2 separate regions of the Salmo salar genome follow, and region 2 is linked to region 1. A link is a contact called in public Hi-C data. All regions are on one chromosome and are shown on one strand. The core of a region is the stretch at or near the end of the contact, and the rest is flanking DNA. Distances in the headings are between cores, read along the strand shown. Region 1 holds the start of LOC106588083 (WW domain-containing adapter protein with coiled-coil). Region 2 holds the start of rab18 (Ras-related protein Rab-18).

Evidence for each region. A called contact is a pair of places that touch in the nucleus more often than the background predicts.
Region 2: a Hi-C map of gill shows a contact between it and region 1, with 3 times the contacts expected there. The contact joins the promoter of rab18 here to the promoter of LOC106588083 in region 1. A contact is called at or near these places in 2 of 3 Hi-C or Micro-C datasets (gill and muscle).

What each region holds. Positions count from the first base shown.
Region 1 is chrssa03:9,377,461-9,381,670 of Ssal_v3.1, reverse strand. It overlaps LOC106588083 (WW domain-containing adapter protein with coiled-coil), which reads left to right and starts at 2,800. Exons shown (of 13, transcript XM_014176749.2): 1 at 2,800-3,100; 2 at 3,339-3,372; 3 at 4,114-4,210. The coding sequence starts at 3,060.
Region 2 is chrssa03:9,586,567-9,590,670 of Ssal_v3.1, reverse strand. rab18 (Ras-related protein Rab-18) reads left to right here and starts at 2,417. Exons shown (of 7, transcript NM_001139788.1): 1 at 2,417-2,561; 2 at 3,103-3,158; 3 at 3,368-3,429. The coding sequence starts at 2,494.

The DNA.
Region 1 (4,210 bases), core at 1,551-4,050:
GATCTGATCGGTCAAAAGACCAATTAGTGAAAAAAAAGAAAAAGAATTACGCTGTCTGTGTAAACATAGCCTCATTGAAAGCAAGTCTTTCAATAGTCCACAGTCTTTCTACAGTCCACATGGTGCCATGTCATATAGCATCATTAATTAATTGTACACTGAGACAGATCAATCAGCATCTGTGGAATACATGACAGCAAGTATACAGGCTGAAGACCTATATTCCTAAACAGCTGACTAACATGCAACTTAGTCAGTTTGTGACTTAAAGTTAACAATTAAAAGATAACTATTGTATTGTGTGGCCCCCCCCAAAAAAGACTCAATAATTTAAAGAGAATTGGAAAAACTAAGAAACTGTGCTTAAAACTTCTTAGGGATCAAATCCCTTTAGCGGGATCGATTTGACAATAGCCAGTGAAAGTGCAGGGCACCAAATTCAAACAACAGAAATCTCATAATTAAAATTCCTTAAACACAAGTATTATACACCATTTTAAAGATAAGATTCTCGTTAATCCAACCACAGTGTCCGATTTCAAAAAGGCTTTACAGCGAAAGCACACCAAACGATTATGTTAGGTAAGCACCTAGTCACAAAAAAAACATACAGCCATTTTCCAGCCAAAGAGAGGAGTCAGAAAAAGCAGAAATAGAGATAAAATGAATCACTAACCTTTGATGATCTTCATCAAATGGCACTCATAGGACTTCATGTTACACAATACATGTATGTTTTGTTCGATAAAGTTCATATTTATATCCAAAAATCTCAGTTTACATTGGCGCGTTATGTTCAGTAATGTTTTGCCTCAAAAACCTCCGGTGATTTTGCAGAGAGCCACATCAATTTACAGAAATACTTTGATAAAATATACAAGTGTTATGCACTGAATTAAAGATACACTTCTCCTTAATTCAACCGCTGTGTCAGATTTCAAAAAAAGCTTCACGGCGAAAGCACACCTTGCAATAATCTGAGTTCAGCACTCAGACACCAAAACAAGCCATACAGATACCCGCCATGTTGTGGAGTCAACAGAAGTCAGAAATAGCGTTATAAATATACACTTACCTTTGATGATCTTCATCGGAATGCACTCCCAGGAATCCCAGTTCCACAATAAATGTTTGTTTTGTTCGATAAAGTTCATCTTTATGTCCAAATACCTCCATTTTGTTCGCGCGTTAGGTTCACTATTCCAAATGCACAAGGTGCGTGCGCACTAAGTCCAGACGAAAAGTCCAAAAAGTTATACTACAGTTTGTAGAAACATGTCAAACTATGTATAGAATCAATCTTTAGGATGTTTTTATCATAAATCTTCAATAAAATTCCAACCGGACAATTCCTTTGTCTTTAGGAATGAAGAGGAACTCAGCTCGCTCCCAAGGCCGCGCGCGTGACTGAGCTCATGCCTTTTTTCCAGACACTTGATTCCAACAGCTCTTATTCTCTCCCCATTCACAGTAGAAGCCTGAAACAATGTTCTAAAGACTGTTGACATCTACTGGAAGCCTTAGGAAGTGCAATATGACCCAATTTACCCTGTATATTGGATAGGCAATCACTTGAAAAACTACAAGGCTTAGATTTCCCACTTCCTGGTTGGATTCTTCTCAGGTTTATGCCTGCCATATGAGTTCTGTTATACTCACACACATCATTCAAACCGTTGTAGAAACTTGAGAGTGTTTTCTATCCAAATCTACTAATAATATGCATATCCTAGCTTCTGGGCCTGAGTAGCAGGCAGTTTACTCTGGGCATGCTTTTCATCCGGACGTGAAAATACTGCCCCCTAGCCCAAAGAGGTTTAATAAATCAGACTAGCTGTGGTGAAATAAAACATATTTGCATACTGTTCGTGTCTAAAGTGCTGCATTTATTCTTCATTAATATTAATTTATTTGTTTGTTTTTAATTCTCTAGAGCTATAGGATTTAAAATAAGTGTAAATAAAGTTGCTGTCAATATGCAATTCAGCAAGCTCAGTACAGTCCAAATAGGGTAACACTCACCAGAGAGAAGGTTCGGGTCCATTTGAACATCCACATGCAAACAGAAAAGGAGACAAAAATACAGTAAAAGCAATGAGAGCCAGTCTGAACCAGACAATATTAGCCCAATGCGACTTTCACCAGTTTCCTTCCCCTTAAAAGTTTACCAATCAGTTGTATATCGTTGGTTCCTTCAGACCTGAGTGGACTAGACCAGGCATTGGAAATCAAGGCCAGATAAAGGGATGGTCTGATTTCGCCTTATCATTAGGCATATACAGACAGAGAAGGATACAGAAAGACAGCATCGGTCCTGATTAGTAGGTTATCCAGAACAGGGTCAATCAAAAAATAGGCTATCCGGCCTGTGTTCTTACTGGTACCGAAGGGCCAGTGTATGTGGGCTTTTGTCTCAGCCTAGTGCTATGAAATTCAATTAACTTGCAATACTTTGATTAGTTATAATGGGTTGTACTGTGCACACCCCATGGACGAATGAAAAACACTAGGGTAGAGACTAGGGGTTGGTTTATAATTCTGTCATGTTGCATTGGGCCCTTAGAGAGTTGTTTAACTTTGGACTATCCAACATATTGGGCAGGGGCAGGAAAAGTGCAAAGACCTACCCCTTGTATCAATACTTTTTTATCATCAAATGTTATTGGCCATCTGCATTCTCAGAGGTGGGCTTTGTTGTTATTTCAACCACTGCAATTCGTCTGACTGCATTGCAAATCATTGATTAGCTGAAGGTTTTGCGAACCTTTTTCGACAAGGGAGTATCCCGGAAATAGCTAAGTGTGTGGAGGCGGGGCTGATTTCATTGCTACGCCTGTTTCCTTTCACTTGCACTGCACAGAAGAGATTGTGCATTTTAGGCGAGCAAATAATGGACCAAAGGCCAACATAGCTATCAATTGTGCAAATCTAGTTGCTGGCTTCCCAGCTGGCTAACTAATTACCGAGACATCACCAAGATCAATTAACTGAAGACGATAATAATATTTTGTTGTCAATAGTTCACCCCTCGCGCACACACACACATCAACACGGCATTGATGGTAATGCATACAAGGAAACAACCGAGACTCAGCGATGGGTAAACGATAATACATTTTGTCACTTCTCTTTGACAGCTTTACCCTTCCCTTGACATAATAATGTAGCTAAGGTTTTCATTTATCTAGCTAGTTAGTTACAACTAGCTAACTACGTTGTCGCTAGGTAACTAACGTCAGTAGCTACAGTGGCTAACTAGTTAGCTAGTATATTTTTGCAGCATCAACATTTCAAATGTGTGCCTATAGCTAGCTAACTTTCTTTTGTCTATATTTCAGGTGTAACGACCGAAGGGATTCACAACCCTATCAGGTAAAGCAAGTGGATATAGCACGCTAGCTAGCGACGTAGGTAGCAAGTGTGTTAGCTAGCTAACGTGCGTTAACTCGTAAGCCAGGCAGGCCTTTGCCTGGCTTTAGTTTTGCAACTCAAAAGCCTTGGCTCAGGATTTGGCAACATTACGTTAACGTCAGTGAACACAAGTTGGGCTACAACTAGTTAGTTAAATTACCGAGCTAACTAATGTTGAACAATAACTAATAGTTAACCAACAAGCTAGCTGCCGACTGTATTTCCCTTGACGTAACATTAGCCAGCTAGCCAGCTAGTCGTTAGCCAACTAACGTTAGCTAGCTATGTTTATTTTTACGCGATAGCTAGCTAACTTAAATACAGTCCTTGATGGCCAGTTACATAGCTAATATATTAGATCGTTATGCTCCATTGGTTATCTATCTTGATAGTCTGAATACTACACAAAGGATGGATTTAGTAACCAGTGTAGTAACTCAGAATACGTAAAATGGCTCAAATTGCAGTACAATAAATTGACAAATGTGGGTTAAGGGAGCTAGTTAGCTAGCTGTGCATGAAACAACGTTACACAAGGTTGTGCATACATAGCTAGGCAGGAATGAAAAGTACAGCACAATCAATGTCAAGAGTAGGAAGTAGGCCTACAGTATCATATGTCAGTGGGTGGAAAGGTGTTCATCCATAAAGAGGAAACGTTGTATTGCTATGTTGACTGACACAAGCCTATATGTATTGCAGACCCACAAATCCCAGCCCAAGAGTCAATCTACCACCCTTCACCGTCAGGATAAAATGCGAGATGGGTTGTCAGATCCAACACCACCCTACAAAATGC
Region 2 (4,104 bases), core at 1,168-3,667, 210 kb before region 1:
CCTACACATTTTAAACAATGAAAACTCATTAGTAATCACCTACACATTTTAAACATTGAGAACTCATTAGTAATCACCTACACATTTTGAACAATGAAAACTCATTAATAATCACCAACACATTTTAAACATTAAAAACTCATTAGTAAACACCAACACATGTTTCGTTTTTAGTTTATGTAATCCATCCATTACAACTTGGCCTAATGAAATAGGACTATGATTGAAAAATATATTATTCCTGAACTGTCCACATTTTAAATTTGAAACTGACTCAAGCCATTCAGGTTTGTATTATATTTTTTATTCAAATAAAAATGTAGTCTAATAAAATTAATTTTAGTGGCAGAAATATTATATATTATAAAATACAAAAATAATAGTTCTGATATCAGTAATGCCACAGATGTTGAGATACTGTGCCTTAGGTTGAAATTAAATGTTTGATATATACTCCATTATTTCTATGAGTATTTTAAATTCACTAATTAAAAGCCTCCTTTTCGACGCTCAAATAGGTCGTCATTCATAAGGGCATTACGTAATATTTGAAAAGTCATAAGTGAGCTTAAAGGATACCACTGTACCCTAAGCCTGTAGGTGCGCTAAATAAGCCCCTTTTATGATTTTATGGTTTTAAAAAAAAAAATCTGATTTGACAACCAAACATTGACATTTCATTTGTAAGCAGTCAATTGTAATTTCTTTTGTAATTTAAAAAAAGTTGCAGGTGTGTGGGATTAATTTGATTACTTCTAATAAAAGAGAAACCACTACCCTGATCTTGGTAATGTTAGTAGGAAAGTATGTCACAAGGTGAGACCCAAATGCAGACACAGGCGGCAGATGGTTGGAGTTTAAGATGTTTAATAAATCCAAAGGCAATAGGCAAGAGAATGGTCGTGGACAGGCAAAAGGTCATAACCAGATCAGAGTCCAGGAGGTACTGTAAGGGAGTGCGTAACTGGCGACAGGGAAGTCAGGTGCAGGAGAGCAAAACTGGGTAATCAACGGAGCAGTTTTATTCTAAAAACCACCGGTAACCAGAACAAAAATGGGTACAATACCCATCGCGCACCAGAGACGACGTGCACATACACTTACAATAAACAATTCCGCACAAAGACATGGGGGGAACAGAAGGTTAAATATACAACATGTAATGAGGGAAATTGAGACCAGGTGTGTGAGAAAACAAGACAAAACAAATGGAAAATGGATCGATGATGGCTAGAAGACCGGCGATGCTGACCTCCGAGTGCCGCCCGAACAAGGAGAGGAACCGACTTCGGCGGAAGTCGTGACAGGTACAGAGTAGCTGGCCAGGCAGGCAGAATGGTCAGGCAGGCGGTAACAGATTCCAGAACCGGCAAGGGTCAAAACCAGGAGGACTAGAAAAAGGAGAAAAGGCAACGCAGGAAAACTGGTAGGCTTGGACATACAAGATGAACTGGCACAGAGTGATAGGAAACACAGGGATAAATACACTGGGGAAAACAAGCGACACCTGAAGGGGGTGGAGACAATAATGAGGACAGGTGAAACAGATCAGGGTGTGACAGAAAGAGGATGTTGTTGGCATCTTGTGCGTGGTTGGTTAGTGAGTTGATCTCTCATAGTGCATCCACTGTCTCTAAGCAGTCATTTTAAATATTTTTTAAATGAGCAGTCACATTAAATATTACTACTAAAATTGACTGACTATTACAATGTATCCAAAATCCATTTGTTCATGTATTAGTTATTAATTAACTATGTTAGGATACATTTAGTCAACAACAAATGTGTCATTTTGTCAAATGGTGGGTGTAGCTGGTGCATGGAAGTCAGGCGCAGGAGAGCAGAGATGAGTGGACAAAGCACTTTACTGAGGCAATATTGAATATAACGCAACCGCGTCACAAAAACAAATGCCCAAAGAACAAGTGAGGCAGCACAAAGTATCACAACCAAGTACAAAGTACCGGCTGCCACAAAGCACGGGTGTAAAACAAAACCCCAGTTTTCTGAATTTACTCTGAGAATGTTTCATATGCATATCAGTGAGACTTTGACTGATAAGCACATGTGATTTAGCTTCACCCTTTTACTGGCAATACTGAATATAGTCATCATACTGGTTAAACAGGAAGGTCCCCTGGTAAATATGGACCTAAACTATGGTTCCTACACTGTAACAGCAATATGTATGTTCCATAAGAAAAATCCAGGGGTGTATTCACTAGGAACCAAGGTGTGAGACAAGTTAATATACTATAATATATATTGAAACTTTTCCGTATTTTCGATCATGTTTGCCTTCACAATTAATGAACAGTGTTCATTTTACACAGTTCACAGGATAGTACTCTTATTTTGGAGGAAAAAAAACGAACCGGAAGTGCTTCGTTACTGTTGTAGCGGTCATAGCGCCAAGCCGAAAATCGCACTGTCAACGTCAGACAAACACCCCAAAAAACTGATTAAAAGACAGCTTAGAAAAACGTAAGAAATATGGACGACGACGTGTTGACAACTTTGAAAATATTGATAATTGGTGAGAGTGGTGTCGGAAAGTCAAGGTAAGATAGTCTTTGTTTTGAAGTTTTGCTCACTACAGGAAGGCTATTTTGCCTACTAACGTTATCTTGAGCTAACGTCAGCTACACTGTAACTTTTCTTAGTTAACACATTAGCTAACGTTAGCTGTATAACCAGCTGTATCCGTTTGTCCTTTGAATTGGAAATGAAAATCTCTTTCCTACACTTGCTTTTTATCATCTTACTTGATGATTATTTAAATATTTGCTGGCAAATTGCTAGCTACGTGTTAGTTAGTTATCTTTGTCTAGCAGAACCAGTATCTGGGCAAACGAGACGACGAGTAACGTTAGCTTTCTCGGCACAGAGGAGTTCTTGTCACATCCTTCTCGTTTGCCCAGATACTGGTTGATCTACTAGCTAGCTATCTGGAACTGGTGGTGTGTGGCAAACCCACCCCAGCCCTTGTTAGTTACTAACTAAATAGTTTTTCTAGGTTGTGGGCTAGGTAGCCTATATCTGGTGTGTCAGTGTTAAAATGCCTGCTCTCAGACATGGTGTTGCCCTTCTATCCCCAAACAGTCTTCTCCTGAGATTCACAGATGATACTTTTGACCCAGAGCTAGCAGCAACCATAGGTAAGTCTAAAGGATCTCCACCATCAAAGGAGTATGCCCCAGTGCACTGTTAATGGGAAGGGGAAAACACAGAATTCCCACTCTAACAGCAGTTTTGACACCGTTGCTAGGCCAATGTGACAATGGAATGTTGTTATGTCACACATTAGGCTATTCATATTTATGGTTCACCACTTGAGTCTGCTCCTGCCTCCCTCTTTTTGATGCAGGTGTGGATTTCAAAGTAAAAACAATTGCAGTGGATGGGAACAGTGCCAAGCTTGCTATTTGGGTAAGTGTATGAAAATGTAATGTATTATTCAAACTGTAGTTAGGCTGATTTTCTTAGGTGTGGCTAATGTACGCTGTGAAGTGAACACCAGGAAATTCACATTCTTAAAGAAACAATCTGCAGTGCAAACAAAAACCAAGTTGCCACTGTTTTGGTAAATAACTGATGGTGAACCAGTATCTATGTGTTATAGACCTCTAATGCCCAGAAAGCTCTGACTCACTCTCATTCACCAGCTCTGCAAGCATTATAATGTAAAAATAAGTATCACCAAATAAGGAGTTTCACTGAGCAGCGATTTTCATTTATTACGGCTGGTATGTACTTCCAACAAAGGTCAAAATAAAATGTACAAGCAACTAAAAAATGCCTGTTGTAGACTTCTGACCTGTGTGTGGCAGTAATGAGTGATTTACATTGGAGGTGCTAAACAGGCTTATTTTTTTTCGGGTGCAAGTATGTTTTTTATTTAGACCTTTTGTTGGAAGTACATACCAGTTGTAACAGGAGTAAATGAAGATGGTTGCTCAACAAAACTCCATATTTGGTGATAAACAAACATATATATTTTTTAAGTTTGTTGAATCAGAGCTTTCTGAGCGTTTTATAACGCACAGATACTTGTTCAGGTACGGATAAATGTAACCACTCTCAGCAACATAGGCATAGCATCAT